2 separate regions of the Rattus norvegicus genome follow, and region 2 is linked to region 1. A link is a contact called in public Hi-C data. All regions are on one chromosome and are shown on one strand. Each heading gives the region's core, a stretch centred on a gene start, on an enhancer-like site or on the middle of the called end of the contact. The rest is flanking DNA. Distances are from core to core; before and after follow the strand shown. Region 1 has its middle 97 kb from the start of Rybp. Region 2 holds the start of Rybp (RING1 and YY1 binding protein).

Region 1 (4,490 bases), core at 947-3,446:
ATGCTCTCATATGACACCCTTCATTAAGCCTCTGTAGTTTTTTCCTCACTTCACAGGCAGTGTCCCTGGGCCTGCAGCTTCAGCTTGTCACATTACCAAACTACCACCGTGAGATTCCACTCTGACCCAAACATCCCGTCTTTCCTCTCCCAGCCCCACTAACCTGTGCAGTTGCTCACTGTGAAGCCGGCTCGTTCTTCTTCCCTTGATGGCCTTGGCTTCTGTCCATGTCCACCTCTCCCTTGCCAGTTCCTCCTTGCAGGCCACAGCTAGCTTACCCTTGCCTTTCAACCATCCCTCCACTTGCCTCTTGCAGGCTTCTTTTCCCTCACTCCATTACTAAAGACGAAAGCAGCACGATCATTCTAAACTATAAGCCAAAACTCATAGCTCTGTGGCTCTTAACTGCTCAAGGCTTCCCAGGGATTCCCCAGTAACACCCAACCTCCTCCATCAACTTATCAGACCCTTCATAAGTTATCTGACCCATTTGTCTTCCTCTCTCAGTTCTTTGGCATTCCCCACCCCCCGGCAGACTCCTACAAGAAGGAATGTGTCCACAGTGTAGGTTAAGTGTATAGGGATCTCAGTCCTTCTGTCTCTGTGCCTTTGCACAATCAGTTACCTCTCCCTGGACCATTTTTCCTCCCTTCTTCATCCAGATGGCTTCCATCAATGTTGTAGGGCCCCATCCCCCCATCCCTTCCTTTCACCAACAGTCTACATGGCAGGAGCCTGCCTCTGAGCTCTCAGTACCCCGCCTACTCTTTACCATGAGGGGCCTTCTCTTCAGCGAATAAGGTCTCCCTTACTGTACTCAAGAGCCCTGAGGGACCTCCTAGACTGTCAGTAAACAGCTGAGAAAGAAGGCAAGGGGAGGGGAGATGGGGGGAGGAAAGATGGGGACTGGGGGGGTGCAGGTGGGAGGACTACCCCACTCATCCTTGACCCATGCCATTATTACTGCAGCAGATAGTTGGTCTCCTGTCACTTTCCTGTCACTGTGACAAAAATACCTAACAGAAGTAACTTAAGAGAAGGAAGGTATATCTGGACTCATGATTTGAGCATGTATACAGTCCATGATGGAGGGGAAGGCATTGTGCTGTTCATGACGGTGGACATTTGAGGCAACTCCTTGAATCTCAGCTAACCAGGATTCAGAGAGAGCTTCGGTTGAAAATAGGATGTAACACCCCAAGCTGGCACCCTATGACCTACAGGTTCCCCAACCTTTGGAAATGATATGACCAGCTAAGAGCATGTGGCTTCTAAGGAGCACACATCTAAGCCTGTAGAGGACATGGAACTTGTAAGCTACAGCACCTGAACCACTCACATGGCTGATTGTTCTACACAGAACAGAGGATGGACCAAGCATTGAGAAAGACTCTGAGGAAGCCTACTATAACTGAGCTGGAGTGAAAGCTGGATGAGACCCAGAACTACATACTTTATCCATGGACCTGGATCCCCCCACCCTAGAGGGGTGGACATCTGTCCAACATATTGTTTGTCTACAAGCTTGGTCTCTAGTGGTCCCATATGTGGAGCACAACTAATCCCCCAAACTCGGTATTACTCTTAAAGAGTTCATGTCTCCTCTGTAATCTGAAACTGCAGGTTTATTCATGGGTTCATCCAAACAGACCATAATGGCAACGCAGCTCAGTGGACAGAGTGCTTGCCCAGCGTGAACAAAGCTCTGGGTTCAATCCCCAGGACTGAATAAAGGAAGCATAGTGGCACACACCTTTAGTCCCAACCCTTAGAATATGGAGGTATGAAGATCAAAAGTTCAAGGTCATCCTTGGCTATATAGCAAGTTTGTGGCTAGCCTGGGCTACATGAAACTGGCTCAAAAACTAACAAACAAGCAAAACACAAAAAAACAAAACAAAACAACAAAACCATAATATTTCCTAGGTTCTGGAGCATCTCCAGCATCCTTAGAACTTGTCAAGGTTAGCAAATACCAAGTGGGTAGATGGGTAGTATGGAAGAAAGGAAGGAGACAGAACAGAAGACAGGAGGTGGGGTCAGGGAAGGGTAAGACGTGGTCCCAATTGGGAAAGCACATTAACAGAGGTGAAATCATGACTCAAAGCTGAAGCCTGATGCCTTGCTGGCTCTGGTCCCTGGCCCAGGTCCTGGGCCTCAGCTCAGCTGCTCCTCCTAGTCCATGTGACACACTGGCTGGGCAGGCTTAGCTGTGCCAGCAACTGTGACCAGACTTGCCCACACTGCAAGGCGGATCAGAGCTGAGCCATGTGGCCCGCTATACCCTACTGCAGGCCTCCTTCCACCCCCAAATCCGGAGCAGAGATAGCCCCTAACAAAGGCATGGGAGATACTGGAGGGACAGTCCTTCTTGATCATGAAACTGCCCATTGTTGCACTTCTTTCCTCTTCCCAGCCCCCACAACTTCCCAGCCCCCACAACTTCCAGTCCTCACAGGAACAAAGGGTGATGCAAGACTGTGTGTGACACCTGGGAAGCCCAGGTTCAAACACATCTGCCACCAAGCTGAGTGACCTCAGGCAAAGGACTTAAGTTCTCTGTGCAGTCAGATTTCCCATAGGAGATCCCAGCACCACCTACAAAGGTATCTGATATGCAAAGGTTTTAGCTGGTGTCAGGACTCCCAGAAGGGCCTGCCATGTAGTCAGGGTTCCACAGAAATCAGTGCCACTACTGCCGTTGTCTAGTTGTCTCAATCCAGAACGGAACCAAGTAAGGAATATGAAGGATCCTTGGAGAGCTGGGTGTTCTCCAAGAACCTAGGTCAAGCCAGGGGCAATTGGAAGAACTTACTGCATTTGAATGAAAGGCTTTCACTGCTGGGAAAGAAAAGACTCAGAGAGACCAAGAAAGGTACAGGTCACACAGCAAATTGGAGGCCAAGTTCCTAATTCATACTTTTCTGGGCAGACCATCTGAAGAACAGGTATAGGAGTTCTAGGCTAAGGCCCACACTGTCTTGTCACACATAGTGCCAACTAGCTCTAGGGGGCCTCCCAAACCTTGATGAGTGTAATGCTTGAGCTGAGGTGCTCAGAATATTTCACTGTAATTAACTTAAAATTAACCTGAAACGCTGATGCTTAGTGCCACTATGGGACATTTTATGTCACTCTGGGATGACTTGAGTACTTTTTAGAAAATTATTTCAACTTTATGAGAGCTAAACACAGATCCAATATTGCTAGGAAGTATGAAAGCTGAGATTTTCGGTCAACATACAGGACACACATCAAACTTGATAGTTCGGTATGCAATGAAGAATGTAAGGCTGTCTTGCTGAAAGCTGGGCTGTCGAGATGGCTCTGTAAGGACTCTTGCTGTGCAAATACAGGGACCTGAGTTCAAATCCCCAGCATCTACATTAAGAGCTGGGTGTAGATGGGTTTTTCTGTAGCCCTAGAACTTGGGCGACTGAGATGGGCATTTCCCAGGAGCTCATGGGCCACTGGAGAACTTCGGGTTCAGTGACAGTCCCTGCCTCAAAGAAAAAAAGGCAGGATGTGATACTCATTCTCCTCCTGTCTCCACATGGTCCACACACACATATGAAACACACACACATACACACGTACGCACACACACCTATGCATAATAATAATATATTGAAAGATCATATTGGGATATACCAGGTTAAATAGCATGTTATTAAAAGCTCACTCATTTGATGGAGACAGGGGTGGGTCTGTGGCCTATGCACACATTTGTGAATGCAGCAGTGCATATAGGGGTGAGTACATGTGCCAAGGCCAGAGTCTGAGGTCCTGTCTTTCTCAGTCATTCTTTACCTTACGTTTGTGAGGCTGGCGCTCTCTCTCTCTCTCTCTCTCTCTCTCTCTCTCTCTCTCTCTCTCTCTCTCTCTCTCTCTCTGAACCTGGAGCCCTTGGGTAGGGCTAGGCTGGCTGGCCAGTAAGCACCAGAGATTCCCTTGTCTCTGCCTCCCAGTGATGAGATCACTGATTGTGCCTAGCTCATCTTTTAGATGCCAGGGATGTGAACTTGGGTCCTCACTCTTGCGTGGCAAGCACTTTATGACGCAGCCATCTCCCTCACTTGTTCCTGACGCTTTCACTAGAAACAGAAACAATTCTGTCCTGGTACCCACTGCATTTTCCTTCAGACAGGGCAGGGCTTAGAGGGTGAAGGAGGCAGGAGGAAGGTGACTGGCTTGGCTTTGTCCCCTACTGCTACAGGACATAGGGGCAAGGATTCTGTCTCCCTGGGAGGCAGTGGCCTGGCTCTGCCCTCTGACACTTCCTGAGCCAGGCAGGGAGGCAGCACAGGATTAGAGCTAATTCTCTCCCCAGAGGCCTCAGAGAAGGTTAAGTGCCTGTGGAGCCTCCACAGCTGCCCAATTAAGCCTGAGGAGAAAGAGGAGGAGAGGAGGAGGATACAGAAACAAGCTGGGATCCCGGAAGTCAGGAAGGAAGCAGGCTGGACCTCTTATCTGAGTCCCTCTTGAGAGGA
Region 2 (4,617 bases), core at 957-3,456, 97 kb after region 1:
AATCCTAAGAAATGGGTTTTCCACTTAACTAAATCTAGTATGATACAAAAAACTAATGTGAATTTACTTATATATATAAAAAAAAAATCCTACTAGCTGGGTGCAGTGAGGCTGAGTAACAGGATTGTGGTTCCAGATTAGCTCTAAATATAGTGAGATGCCATTTTAGTAGAAAAACAAAACTACTTACAGGGAAATAAACTTCAGTTCTTGAGTTTTGATTCAAAGGTCTCATTTCTTAATAGTGAAATTCACAAAATTCCCCAGTAACTGGAGCAATTCATTCCAATTAAGACTTACAGCTGAAGCCTCCTTAATCCCAGATGTAAGTAAAGCAACTAGACCCTGACAAGGCACCTCGCTCAGAACATCCAGGTGGAACTAGTCACAATGGTATGCTGCCAATTCAAAAGCAAGCACCTGCTGTAATGAAACATTTAGCCTTCAACCTGGACGCCTGATGAGTCCTAAGCTAACTCTCACTTTCTTATGTGCTCTAAATACAGTCCCTTTAAATGGGAGCAAGAACGCCATAACCTAACTCTTCGAAACAGAAATTCTAAATCAAAGTTTAAAACAGCTGCAGGACTATAGAACTAGTTTTAATGTTACTCTACAAATAGTTCGAACTCATTTGCTACCACATGCAGCTAACCACTCTCATCTTAATATAAACGAATCCCTTTCAATGTTTTAACACAAAGCCATTAACACTAACTTAAGTCTATTCACCTCAACATCTCACACCATTCTACATAAGCTACTAACAAAAGACACATCAGCAGGCCCCTTGCCCCACAAATACACTTTTTCCAACCCTCCAGGATGTATCTTCAAGTGCAAAAAAGAGATATTTCCAACCCAAGACAGACAAAAGGCACGACCCAGTCTTATTGTACCACCATACCACCATTAAACTCAGGAAAAAACTAATTCTGGACAAATTAAAACTACTCTGCACACAACAAATACCAAAATGTCCAATGTCCTATGATCCATCACTATTCCCTTCCTCTCTCTCCCCGGTGGGAGCCAATAGCAACAAGCCAAAGGATGCAAATGTCAAATAAATCCAATGTCTGAAACAAGAGGAAAACCTGGGGAAAATCCCTCCCATAAATCCTTTATTTTAGCACGAGGCACTGAACGCAACTTGAAATGGCACGCAACCCCAACCACATCGCCCATCCCCAAATGCTAAGGGTCGTAATCAACAAGTTGGCAAGAGGGCGATCAATAATAATGAAAGTACGACTCACTCCCCTCTCCGCACAATAAATAAAGCCAAAACAAGTATTTCAACAAAAGCTAGCACAGGTCTTCCAGTACCTGGTGGAGGTGCCTTTCCGCACATCGCAGATGCTGCATTTAAAGGCTTCGGCGCTGTTCCTAAAGGTGCAGACGCTACAATCCCAAAAGCCTTCGTCTGCAGCCGGTTTCGCTTGTCTTTTTGGCCTTCCGAGGAGTGGAGAACCGAGGAGAGAATAGAGAAGAGAAAACAAACGCTGGTAAGCCGTCGTCAATTCACAGGAATCCGACGCTGGAAACTTCTCGCAGCGACCACCCATCCACCCCACTGGCGGGCACTGGGGCGAGAGGCCGACCGGCAACGCGGAGCCGGGCGCCCCCTCCGGCCCCGGGCACCGAGCGCCTGACGGCGGCGACGGCTCACGCGGGGCCGCGCCGAGCGCAGGAAGCGGGCCGACTCGTGGGCGCGAGCGCGGGGCGGCGGGGGCGCGGCGCGGGCCGCGGGCCGGATCCCGAAGGCGGCGAGCAGCCGGGACGGCCGGGCGGCGGCGCGGAGGGGGCCGGCGCCGCGCGCTGCCCGCCCCTGCTCGCGCCCTCCCGCCCGCCCCACCTGGTTAAATCTCCCTTTGTCTGGGCGGAGCGGCGACGGCGGAGGGCGGCTGAGGAGGAGCCGCCATGGCTGCGGCGCGCACGGCCGCCGGCCCGAGCGGAGCGACACCGCCTCCCTCCGCCCCCGGGTCTCCATCTTAGCGCGCCTCCCCCGCGCGGCCGCTCCGGCCTAGTCGCCGGTGTCCCCGCCCGCCGCGGCCGCCCTCCCCTTCCGCCCCTTCGGCGCCCGGCAGGTACCTGGTCGGGCTCTTCTTGTCGCCCATGGTCATGGACGGGCTGGCCCCCGGCGCCCCACAGCTGCGCGCGCCTCCGCTCAGAGGAGAAGCGCGGTCCGCAGCGTCGCGGAGCGGCCCCCGCCCTCCCGCGCCGCCCGCCCGCCCTCCGCCGCTGGGCTCGAGCTCCAGCCGCCGCCGCCGCCGCCGCCGCCGCTGCCGCCGCCGCCAGTCTCCGGACGAGACTAGTCCCCGCCAGCGCCGCCTCCGCCGAGTGACTGACGAGGGGCGGGGCCGGGCGCCGCGCGTCATACACCGGGCAACCAATAAGAGGACGACGACCGGCGCCGCGGGGGCGTGGCGTAGCGCGCGGGAGGGCGTGGCGCCGCGGGGGGGCGGGGCGGCCGGCGTGCGTGCCCGGGAGTGTGTGTGCGCGCGGGGGGCGCGCGTGCCTGCCGGTGGCCCCCGCGGCCCCGGCGCGTCTGAGCGTGCGAGCCCGGCAGGGAGCACGTGGCCGTGCCCGCGGGCCCCCGTGGCTCTGTGGCGGCCCCCACTCGCTGCGGAGCCCTGTGCGGCCGACGCTGGGACTCTGGCCCCGCAGCGGCTCCGCTGAAGTAGTTCCGCGCAGTTTGCGCGCGCCGCGGGGGGCTGCGCCTCGAGGCCCGCGTCTCCCGCACTGCCGCTTCTGCCACGAGGGGCTTTGTGGCTGTCTTCCCCAAGCGGCCCTCTCGGGCGGCAGCCAGACCTGCACCCTCCTGAGCCGGGGCGCCGGAGGGAACTCTGGAGAGGGTGTGGCGCAGCCTCGGGCCCCCGCAGCCGAAATAGGGCGTTTCCCCGGGGAAGTTGCTGTTCAGATCCAAGCGACCACATGCCCGCTTTCCAACCTCGTGTCGCGGTTCCTGCCTCTGCGAAATGAGGCTCCTAACGCTCCTCCCAGGAAGGGCACGGTGGATGAAAAGCACTCTAACCTGTACCCCGCACTTAGGAAGTACCAGGGCCCGACTCCGTTCCCTCCGGCGTCTGAGATTGGGAGAAAATTGGTACCCCTCACTTTCTGCCTTGCTCCAAGCATGCTCTTGCTACAGGGTTTTGTGACTCAGGACCCTCTACCCCCAGGCACTACAAGGAACCAAGTGGGGGAATGTCTTACGATTAAAGGAAGCCCCAGGTCGGGAGCGGAGGGGCGAGAAACAGGACCAATAGGTGATGCTAAAAGGTGGGGGCAGAGATGGGGTGTGGGGGACCGATAAGAGCAAGAGCTCTGGTTGACTTGCAAACTCAAAGTAGGTAGTTATCAGGACTGGCTCTAGGGAGAGGAGCAAAGCGGGAGACCCACTGAAGTTCCAGGAGAGCCAGAAAGCAGGAAGTCCTGGGATCTGAAGGGAGAGAATAACAGAGGGAGGCTCTGTGACTAAGATAAACTTGATCAGCACTAGATGTCCTCCAGGCAGGCACACCCAGGAGGGCCAGCTACAGTGTTCAGCAAGGGTCAGCAACCTCTGAGACCTGGGCCACTTACTTCTTAGGAGTGAAGGAGGAAGAGGAGGAAGGATGAAGTCCCAGGGGCAAAGGGGCCAGAGATAACCAAGGAATGTGCATGTCAAGGCATGGCCCTGGGCCAGCAGCCTTGGCCCCTAGGGTCGGCTTGGAGTATTTCCAGCATTCTGCCCCTGGTGCATTTAAAAAAAAAAAAAAAAAAAAAAATCTCTTTGGAGGGGGAGGCAGGGAACCACTGAAGGAACTGATGCAGCTTAGTTCCTGCCTAGCAAGCAGGAGGTCCTGGGTTTGATTCCCAAGCACTGGGCAAATGCAAAGAATAAGTAAAAAGAATAAATGATCTCCCCGAAGTCAAGAGAGGGTAGGTGGGATCCACAGGTCATAGGAAGGAGACTGACTTTATTTTTTATGTAGAAGTAAAACACAAACTTCAGTCTTGCACCTCAGTGCAGATTAGTCATGGCCTTGTCTACACCATGTAGGTAAGGGTGTTCTTTTCACCATCCTCCAACCTGCCTAGCCTCCAACCAAGGCAATCACTTTACTTCAACTTTGGTCAGCCAACATCAGTTTTGTCTCTTCATGAACTATCCCTAGAGTCATTTGGTATGCCTGGGCGGAACGTTTTCCTCTCTGTGGTAGAGATGGAATCATGGTAGGCAAGCTCTGCCTCTGACTTACACTCTCAGCCCCTGGCTGACACTTCTGAATAGGCAGACTTTCTTTGATATTCTTCCATTCTGTTGCCTGCATCCAAGTTCACACCCCTTTCTTTGCTTAATCTGGTAGCATCCCATGGCAACCACACCATCCTTTATCTTTAGGACACCTTTTCCAGGATGTCTTTTGTGGGGTGTGTGTGCGCATTCGTCTTGTGTTACCTTTTCAAAAGAGCTCATTTATTTCTAGGAACTTACTAAGAGACAGCAGATTCTTATTCCACTATTGTCTCAGGAATTCTGATTTTATTCAGTTGTGGGAAATGAGATTCCATCAGAAGTGTCTTTCTAGTTCCAGGAACACCCCACCCCTAGATTTGGGGGCTCATGCT

Evidence for each region. Hi-C and Micro-C count contacts between places; a contact is called where the count stands out from the background.
Region 2: a Hi-C map of liver shows a contact between it and region 1, with 2.4 times the contacts expected there. The contact joins the promoter of Rybp here to the enhancer-like site in region 1. A contact is called at or near these places in 2 of 12 Hi-C or Micro-C datasets (frontal cortex and liver).

What each region holds. Positions count from the first base shown.
Region 1 is chr4:134,385,250-134,389,739 of GRCr8, forward strand. No RefSeq gene overlaps it. Among named protein-coding and RNA genes, the nearest start is that of Rybp, 97 kb to the right of the region's middle. Within about 2 kb of position 2,197, at least 19 of the 93 cell types and tissues checked have an H3K27ac peak or open chromatin away from gene starts, as enhancers often do. A contact at or near this core is called in liver, where this site is marked.
Region 2 is chr4:134,482,526-134,487,142 of GRCr8, forward strand. It overlaps Rybp (RING1 and YY1 binding protein), which reads right to left and starts at 2,207. Exons shown (of 5, transcript NM_001399600.1): 1 at 2,095-2,207; 2 at 1,330-1,455. The coding sequence starts at 2,126.